Regions from separate parts of the Anas platyrhynchos genome. Here region 1 is linked to region 2. The links are chromatin contacts, called in public Hi-C maps. All regions are on one chromosome and are shown on one strand. The core of a region is the stretch at or near the end of the contact, and the rest is flanking DNA. Distances in the headings are between cores, read along the strand shown. Region 1 holds the start of RAB11A (RAB11A, member RAS oncogene family). Region 2 overlaps DENND4A (DENN domain containing 4A).

Region 1 (3,760 bases), core at 183-2,682, 41 kb before region 2:
GGAGGCTCAAACGTTTGCTTAGCATTCCCCTTGAGTTCTCATTTCTTCGTTCAAGAGGATTTTTTTTTTTTTCCTTTTTTTTTTTTTTTTTAAAACCTACCACTGGTGTTTTTGGACAGTGCCTGGTGACGAGACAGCTCAATACCACAACAATTCCCAGCTCATTCCAGAGCAAGGACGCTTTGTTTTAAACAACCTCCGCTTTTGGACAGTTACAACTGTTTCCACAATTTGTGCAACTCCGCGTTTGCTGATGTTATTTCAGCTGCCAAATGAATTCCAGTTCAGAGATGCTGCACGAACTTCCTGCGGTCTGCTTTAACTTTGGAAAACCTGAATCACTCCTATCTTCATGGCACCATTTCCCTAGCATCCTCTGTGCTCCCAACAGCTTCCATAAACTATTCTACATGGTAAAAACCTTTCAGGGTGGCAACCAATTAACCTAGCTTGGAATTTTTCTATACAAATGAATCCCAACTTTATTATTTCACAGTTATATACATAAGCAATCTAATAAAAGATAGCACCTCTCCCAAAAAGTTCCACATCACTGATATTTCCTCACAGCTAGAACAATAACTTACACAATCCTGTCAGGATATGGAGTGCTTTTGATAATTTGCACACAGGCCTGTAAAAGAAGTTGTTTGATGTGACTGAATTTGCGATCAGCAGGGCCTTTGCCAACGCTGCAAGGTGAGAAATGAGGCATTTCTTGGTACCTCTTGACCTGATCCCAATACCAGTATAGAAAACTGATCTGTAGTTAGTAATAACACCAATTTCCACATGGAAATTGGAGAAGACAGATGGCAAAAAATGTAATTCTTCAAAGCCATTAAAAGAACTTAATGGTACCGAGAAGATCACTGCTGTTCTGTACGATCCCTGTTAGCAGCAGGCTCTCTTTTTATTTTTAAGAAACATTTGGACTGTGCTCCCAGTCAGCAGCCTGAATTTTTGGGTAGGCCTGTGTGGAGCCAGGCGCTGGGCTCCATGATCCTCGTGGGCGCCCACCAACTCGGGATATTCTACCATTCTAGCATATATGACGCAATATTTTTGATAATTTGCCCATAGGTGTGTAAAAGAAGTTGTGTGACGTGACTACATTCGCGACCAGCACGGCCTCCGCCAACGCCTCAAGACGACCAAATTCCTGGGTGCCTCCCGACATGATCCCAACGCCACCACAAACGCCCGATCTGCGGTTAGCAACATCGCCATTTTCCACACGGAAAATCGAGGAATCGCGGTTTTTGATGCCTGTTTTCCTCAGGCCACAGCCCCACAGCCCCACACCCGCACCCCCCGCACCCCACAGCCCCACAGCCGCCGGTACCACAGCGGGAGCCCCCCGGTCGGGGCAGGGGCCGTGCCGGGCGGTACCTTTGAAGAGGTAATCGTACTCGTCGTCGCGGGTGCCCATGGTGAGGACGCCGAAAGCCGGGGACGGGCAGCGGGAGCCGGGCCCCTCCCTGCAGCCTCTTCCGTGCCTCTGCGCCCTCCCACAGCCGGCTCCTTCCGGAGCAGCCCCGAGCACTTCCAGGCCGCTTCTCCCTGCCCCGCCCGGCTTGAAAGGGGCGGTGAGGGGAGCTGTGAGGTGCCACGGCTCGACCCGGTTGAGGCAGGGCGCTGAGGGGCAGCCCCGGGCTCGCCTCACAGCCGGGGGCAGCGGGAGGGAGCGGGCGGCGGGTGCTGGGGAAGAACTAAGGGGCAGCCCGCGCGGGGAGTCGCCACAGCGGTTCCATGGTGTAATGGTTAGCACTCTGGACTCTGAATCCAGCGATCCGAGTTCAAATCTCGGTGGAACCTGAGGTGTTCTTTTTTTTCCCCCCCCCAGATTCTTTTGTGTGCCGTAACAATGGGCACGACGCTGCTTTCTCCGCTCCGTTGTGGGCTTCTGAAGGAATGCACGCAGCTCATGACTTCTTGTGGTTGAATCTTTTACCCATCCAAGGCATGGGCACCATCCTCCCGCCATCGTGGGCCAGTGGCAGCACCACAGGGGCTTCCTTCCACAGGGAGAAGGCCCCAGCGTGGTCTGCAGCCCCACCAAAACTGGGGTGGGTTAGCAAAATCCTCCAGGTCTCACAGCTTTGTCCACACCCAGGGCAAGAGCAGTGCTCAAAGCCAACAGCACTCGATATGGAGGCGTCTCTTGTGTATGAGGAATCAGCAAGCTCGTTGGGTTCATGAGGCACAAAACATTGCCTCAGGGACCATGCAGAGGTGGCAGCAGGTGAAACACTGGTCTGAGACATCTGAAGAGGTAAGACTTGATGATTTGTCTGTGGCACAGTCAAAGGTGAACATGGAAAAATATAGCAAAGTTAACCTCTGAAGGAGGCGGAAGCAGAAAGAGTAAAAGACTATATGTACATATATCTGCATTTAGGTGGGGTCATCTGAAGACAAATCAGTCCTGCCCCAGGGCAACTTGAAGAGGAAGGGTTTGCTCCCTCATGGTTTGCACTAGGATAGCCAGTTTTCTTCCCATTCCAGCACCCAGAGGAACAAAGGCCCCCGGCCCACCATGGCCCTGCTGCCCGCTGGCTTCTCCGTCCTCAGAGCCAGTACCCCTCGTCTGCCCTGCGCCAGGAGAGATGTCATCTTTGTTGTCAGCTTCCACTGGCACAGGCTGGAGGCCTAAATAGAAAGGATAAAAATAACAGTGGTGCCCAGATGATTAAACCAAGGCCTTTAGACCTCACTTTGTTTCCAGCGGCTTGCCGCGAGCAGCGGCAGTATGTTAGCCATCTCGGCAGCCAGTGGCCATGTTGTCATTTCTGTGTGAGGAAAGAAACCCCCAGGCACCCGCGGCAGCGCTGTGCATCAGTTACCGTCTGCTGGGATGATAATGAGCCATAACCTGATCCTTTCCACTTAAAAATGCTTCACGCTGCCTCAGAGCTTCCGAGTGAAGAAAACAAGACACTCATAACAAAGATACACAGGGTGCAACCGAATCCCCACTCAGACATCAGAGAACTTAGGAAGGAACATCACGGACTGTGCTCACCCCTTGTGCTACCACAGGCCTCCGGCGAGTCCCCAGCAGATCCTGCACGGCTTGGATCAATCCTTTTTATCTCCAGGTGAACTCCCCAAATCTAGAACACCCAAATCTGGTGAATACCCAAAAGCTAGAGTCTGAAAGTGCTGCTCCTGCTTCTGCCACTTTCAGAGGTTACTCTGCTGCACTGAGTTGTGCACTGAGATGTGTAAAGGCTGGGGTATATTTATAGCTGTGTAGTTAAAAGTTTCCATCTCACATCCTATTTGCGGTCCTCTATTGAACTTTGTCATTAACAAACATGACTTTTTCAAGCCTAGTTTTACCCTCCAGAAATGCTACTAGTTTCAAGTAATATTTAAATAACACAGATTAACTATTTTTAGTTATCCTTTTGTAAAAGTTGCTCTCACTTTTGTGTTTGGGGTTTTGTTTGTCATATGGGAGCTGGGAAACAGCCTTTATTTACGTTTTTCATATGTGTAAGTACTACTTCCTCTTGCACCAAATTGCAGATGTTCCTTAGCTGGAACTGTTTCATCCTACATGAGGACAATGTGTCTTCTGGCTGAACTGAAAATCATGATCCCTACATTGCTCTACAGTTATCACTCGTTGAACTTAAGACATTAAGAAGCAGAGACATTTATTTGCGCACCATGTAGCACAGAAATTTCCACGGATTGCCATGTATATGAGCAGCAGCAGGGGCTATTTCCAGCGAAGACGGGTTAATGCATT
Region 2 (3,440 bases), core at 869-3,368:
GTTCAAACTTTTTTTTTAATGTTCAGGACTACTTTTCCTAATTTCAGACACTTAAAAGCTTTACAGATGTCTTATGGTCTGTTTCCAGCTTAGTTTAGGACTCCAGTGAAGTATTACAATATACCAAGAAGATTACAAGAAGATTTAGTGACCTTGGAAATTTTTTTTTCTTTGAGTATATACAGAAATTCATGTAAATCTACCCAAAGTTGTCATCTGGTTTGACTTTTTTTTTTTTTTTTGCAATAGCTTTTGAAATATTTTCTTGACCCTCTATGAAAACTGCATGTAAAATAAAGAGGTCTAATGAAATTAAAACCCCATGTGAAGAGTATATTCACAGTTACCTTTTTAGCCAAAGGGCTTCATGCTGTCTTCTACGTAATGAGTAGTTATTAGTGAAAACTGTGAGGGCCATGCACATTCAACAAAGGTACAGTTTATCAAATGTGACTCTTATTCTGATCTGCCTCCAAGATCTAAGCATACTTTACCATGTGTGAGGTTACCTGTTACTTCAAATTATATCCATGGACACTGTTTGTAGGAGAGAGGGGAAGTCTCTATTTTAGACTTCTCAAGTGTAATTTAAATCTTTCCTCTTCTTCCTAAGAGGCAAAGTGGGTAGAGACATTAAAACTTTATTGCTGAGGAAAAAACATCTCTTTCTTGACTGTAGTTATTCAGCCAGCCATGTGTTTTTGAATGAGTTGTTACAAAAACAATGTTACTGTGTTATTTCCTGTAGAAAAATAAAATACGGGAGAGCATTGTGCAGTTTTCAGTCTTAATGCCATAACCTGTATGCTAGAGAAGTCTTTCAGAGCGAATGAAATCTCAGGTTGTGTCTTTATGTATTAAATATTAAAAATACTCCATAATGCACTTGTTTTCTAGAGAACTGGCAAATATTACTCTTCTAGTAAAAGGGGTATGAGAACAACTACATTGAAACTGTATCTGATATTTCTGTCACTTCTATTATGATTTGGAAGTTCCATTCAAAACCCAGTCTGTTGACATTGTTTTTCTGTGTATACCCCTTCAATAAAATATTTACAGTAGGGAACACTAAACACATGCTTCCAGGAAACTGAGTGAGTTTAGAGGAAAAAATTGGATTTTTTTTTTAGTCTGAATTTTTAGGGAACTGTATCCAAGTATAGATGGGTGTATATCCTGGGACAAAAGTTGAGGATGTGGGTGAGCGATGTGAGATTGTCTGTGACACCTTGCTGTTTTCAAAACACTGGATATATCAAGTTAATACAACTTTAGTAGCTGATACCACAGATAGAGCTTTTAAAAGTAAGCAGGAGATGTTGTCTGTGAATATCTACTTCCTTCAAGCTGTTTCCAAGGACTGACTTGAGTTGTTTGATACTGCACTGAAAAAAATCACAGGTGGTAGTATCAAAGATGTTTTCCCAAAAATTGTGTGATCAGTGGTTGTGTTTTTGAAGATTACAGGTTTTAAGGTTTCTATTTTTGAAGAAATTTCTCTCTGTAATTGAACTTAAAAGACTAATTTTTTTGCTAAGTAACTAGTATAGCAAATTGTTCTGAATGCACGTTACTGTTAAATGTCTTGACTGTATGCTTTCTGCAAGGGAGACTTGATACATTTTAGTAGCTGCACGTATGCCAGTCTGTATGTGTGACCCATTCTTAGATCCTTCTTAACATCTGTTACAAGTCAGAGAGAACATGGCACGTGTCTGACTTATATTGATGGTTATAATTACTTTGGAAATTAAGCATTCAGGAATGTTGCTGATTGCCTGTTTCCAGCTGCTATTGTTGATGGGTTGTTTCTGATCTGCTAGACCTCATTCTCCATGGCTGACACCCCCTTATTACCCAGATGTTGCTCTTCTAATGATGTATTCACAGCCTGCAAACTTCAAGTGCATTGAGTAATACGTTTCTCCCCCTGAAGAATAGGGGCAGAAAGTGCCTCTTCTGCCTGAGGGAGGTGTGCGCTTTGAATAGGCTCTTGGTTGTGTTTATGTGCTTGTGATGAAACACAAAAGTCATAGGACATTAGGCTGATACTTCCTTTCTGGGAATAGTTTATGCAGGTTACCTCAGGCTGAAAAAATGAGTTCTTTGAATTCTTTCACCCAGCAAGTTAATGGTGGTAGTTGTCACAAGATGACTTACTGGAGAACAAAGCTAGCACATACAGCGGTGTGGTCATCCTGATTTGTCATTGAAGCTAAATGGAGCATTGGCCTTCCAAAGTTCCGTTGTATGAAATAAGAAAGGATGCAGCACTGCAGAGACTCATTTTATCGTATGCTTTGTGTGGCTGACAGTCCAGGCACAGCGTTAGGTAACTTGATGCTTCAGCATTTGAACTACTACTTCATCTCATGTTTCTGATTTCTATTGTCCAGTCACTTGCAGGGGAGTCTAAGGTGAAACGTACTCAAAATGAAATGCTACTAAAAGATGCTTAATCGTACAAGTTACTGTGACCTGCTGAATTGCTACTGCTGTTTGTATCTGTGCTTTTATGCAGTAGATAGACAATGCATGACTTAGCAACGAGGATTAAGCTAACTGGTATCTCAGTACCTTTGGTTTCCCAGACTGAAAACCCATCAGATGAGCTGTGATAAACTGATTGCATATCTGTATTCTTGTACTCATTTAATTCTTCTATTCATGTTAAATACATGAATGGTTTCTCCTGTCACCATAAGAATATTGCTGTTTTGTCCTATTGCCATAAGATCTTCATCTTGGATCCTTGACCAGTGTGAATTTCAGGCTATACCAGATTTGAGCTGAGCAATTTCTACCAGCTAAAAGCCTGATTCTCGTGTCTTCTGAAGGAAATATTACCTTATAATACAGTCTGCCACCTGTCCCCTTAATTTTTGTCCGTCTCCTTCCCACTCAGTCTAAAAAGAATCCTCCCTGAAAGCTGTGTATGAACTATGGGTCATTGCTTCTCTGAAGGTTTAGAAGGGTTTACTTTCAGCAGTTAATATATTCACTTTTTAGTGTATTAGCTAGTTTAAATTCCTTTTTTTATGGATATACAATGTGCTCAGTTCTGACTGAGAAAGGAAGGGAATGCTTTGCCTGCTTTTCATTAAAAGATACTGATGCATAGCACTGCACTCTGCTTTCCATAGTACCATACAACTGGATTATATAAGGTTTGGCATAGTTTAAATTTTATCTCTCTGTTCTGTGCTATTGTTATATAGCTTCTGATAAATAAGTTCAGAATAAAACCAATGTATTTTAAAATCTTTTTCCAGCTATCTCCACATGATAACCTGATTCTTAGCCAACCTGTATCATCACCCCTTCCACTGAGGCAAGTAGCAGTATCTTCTGTTTAAACATGAAATGTGTTCTGATTTATACTGAAAAGTTTCAATGCTTTGAGCTGTAATAGCGCCAATTTAAGTCTTCTTGTCCTG

The links. Hi-C and Micro-C count contacts between places; a contact is called where the count stands out from the background.
Region 1: a contact with region 2 is called in a Hi-C map of skeletal muscle, with 3 times the contacts expected there. The contact joins the promoter of RAB11A here to the enhancer-like site in region 2. A contact is called at or near these places in 2 of 8 Hi-C or Micro-C datasets (skeletal muscle and subcutaneous adipose tissue).

The regions. Positions count from the first base shown.
Region 1 is chr11:22,628,201-22,631,960 of IASCAAS_PekinDuck_T2T, reverse strand. RAB11A (RAB11A, member RAS oncogene family) reads right to left here and starts at 1,432. Exons shown (of 5, transcript NM_001310342.1): 1 at 1,393-1,432. The coding sequence starts at 1,432. TRNAQ-CUG (transfer RNA glutamine (anticodon CUG)) reads left to right here and starts at 1,747; the gene lies at 1,747-1,818.
Region 2 is chr11:22,587,784-22,591,223 of IASCAAS_PekinDuck_T2T, reverse strand. DENND4A (DENN domain containing 4A) reads left to right here. Exons shown (of 33, transcript XM_072043280.1): 9 at 3,276-3,334. Among named protein-coding and RNA genes, the nearest start is that of DENND4A, 22 kb to the left of the region's middle. Within about 2 kb of position 2,118, at least 1 of the 8 cell types and tissues checked has an H3K27ac peak or open chromatin away from gene starts, as enhancers often do.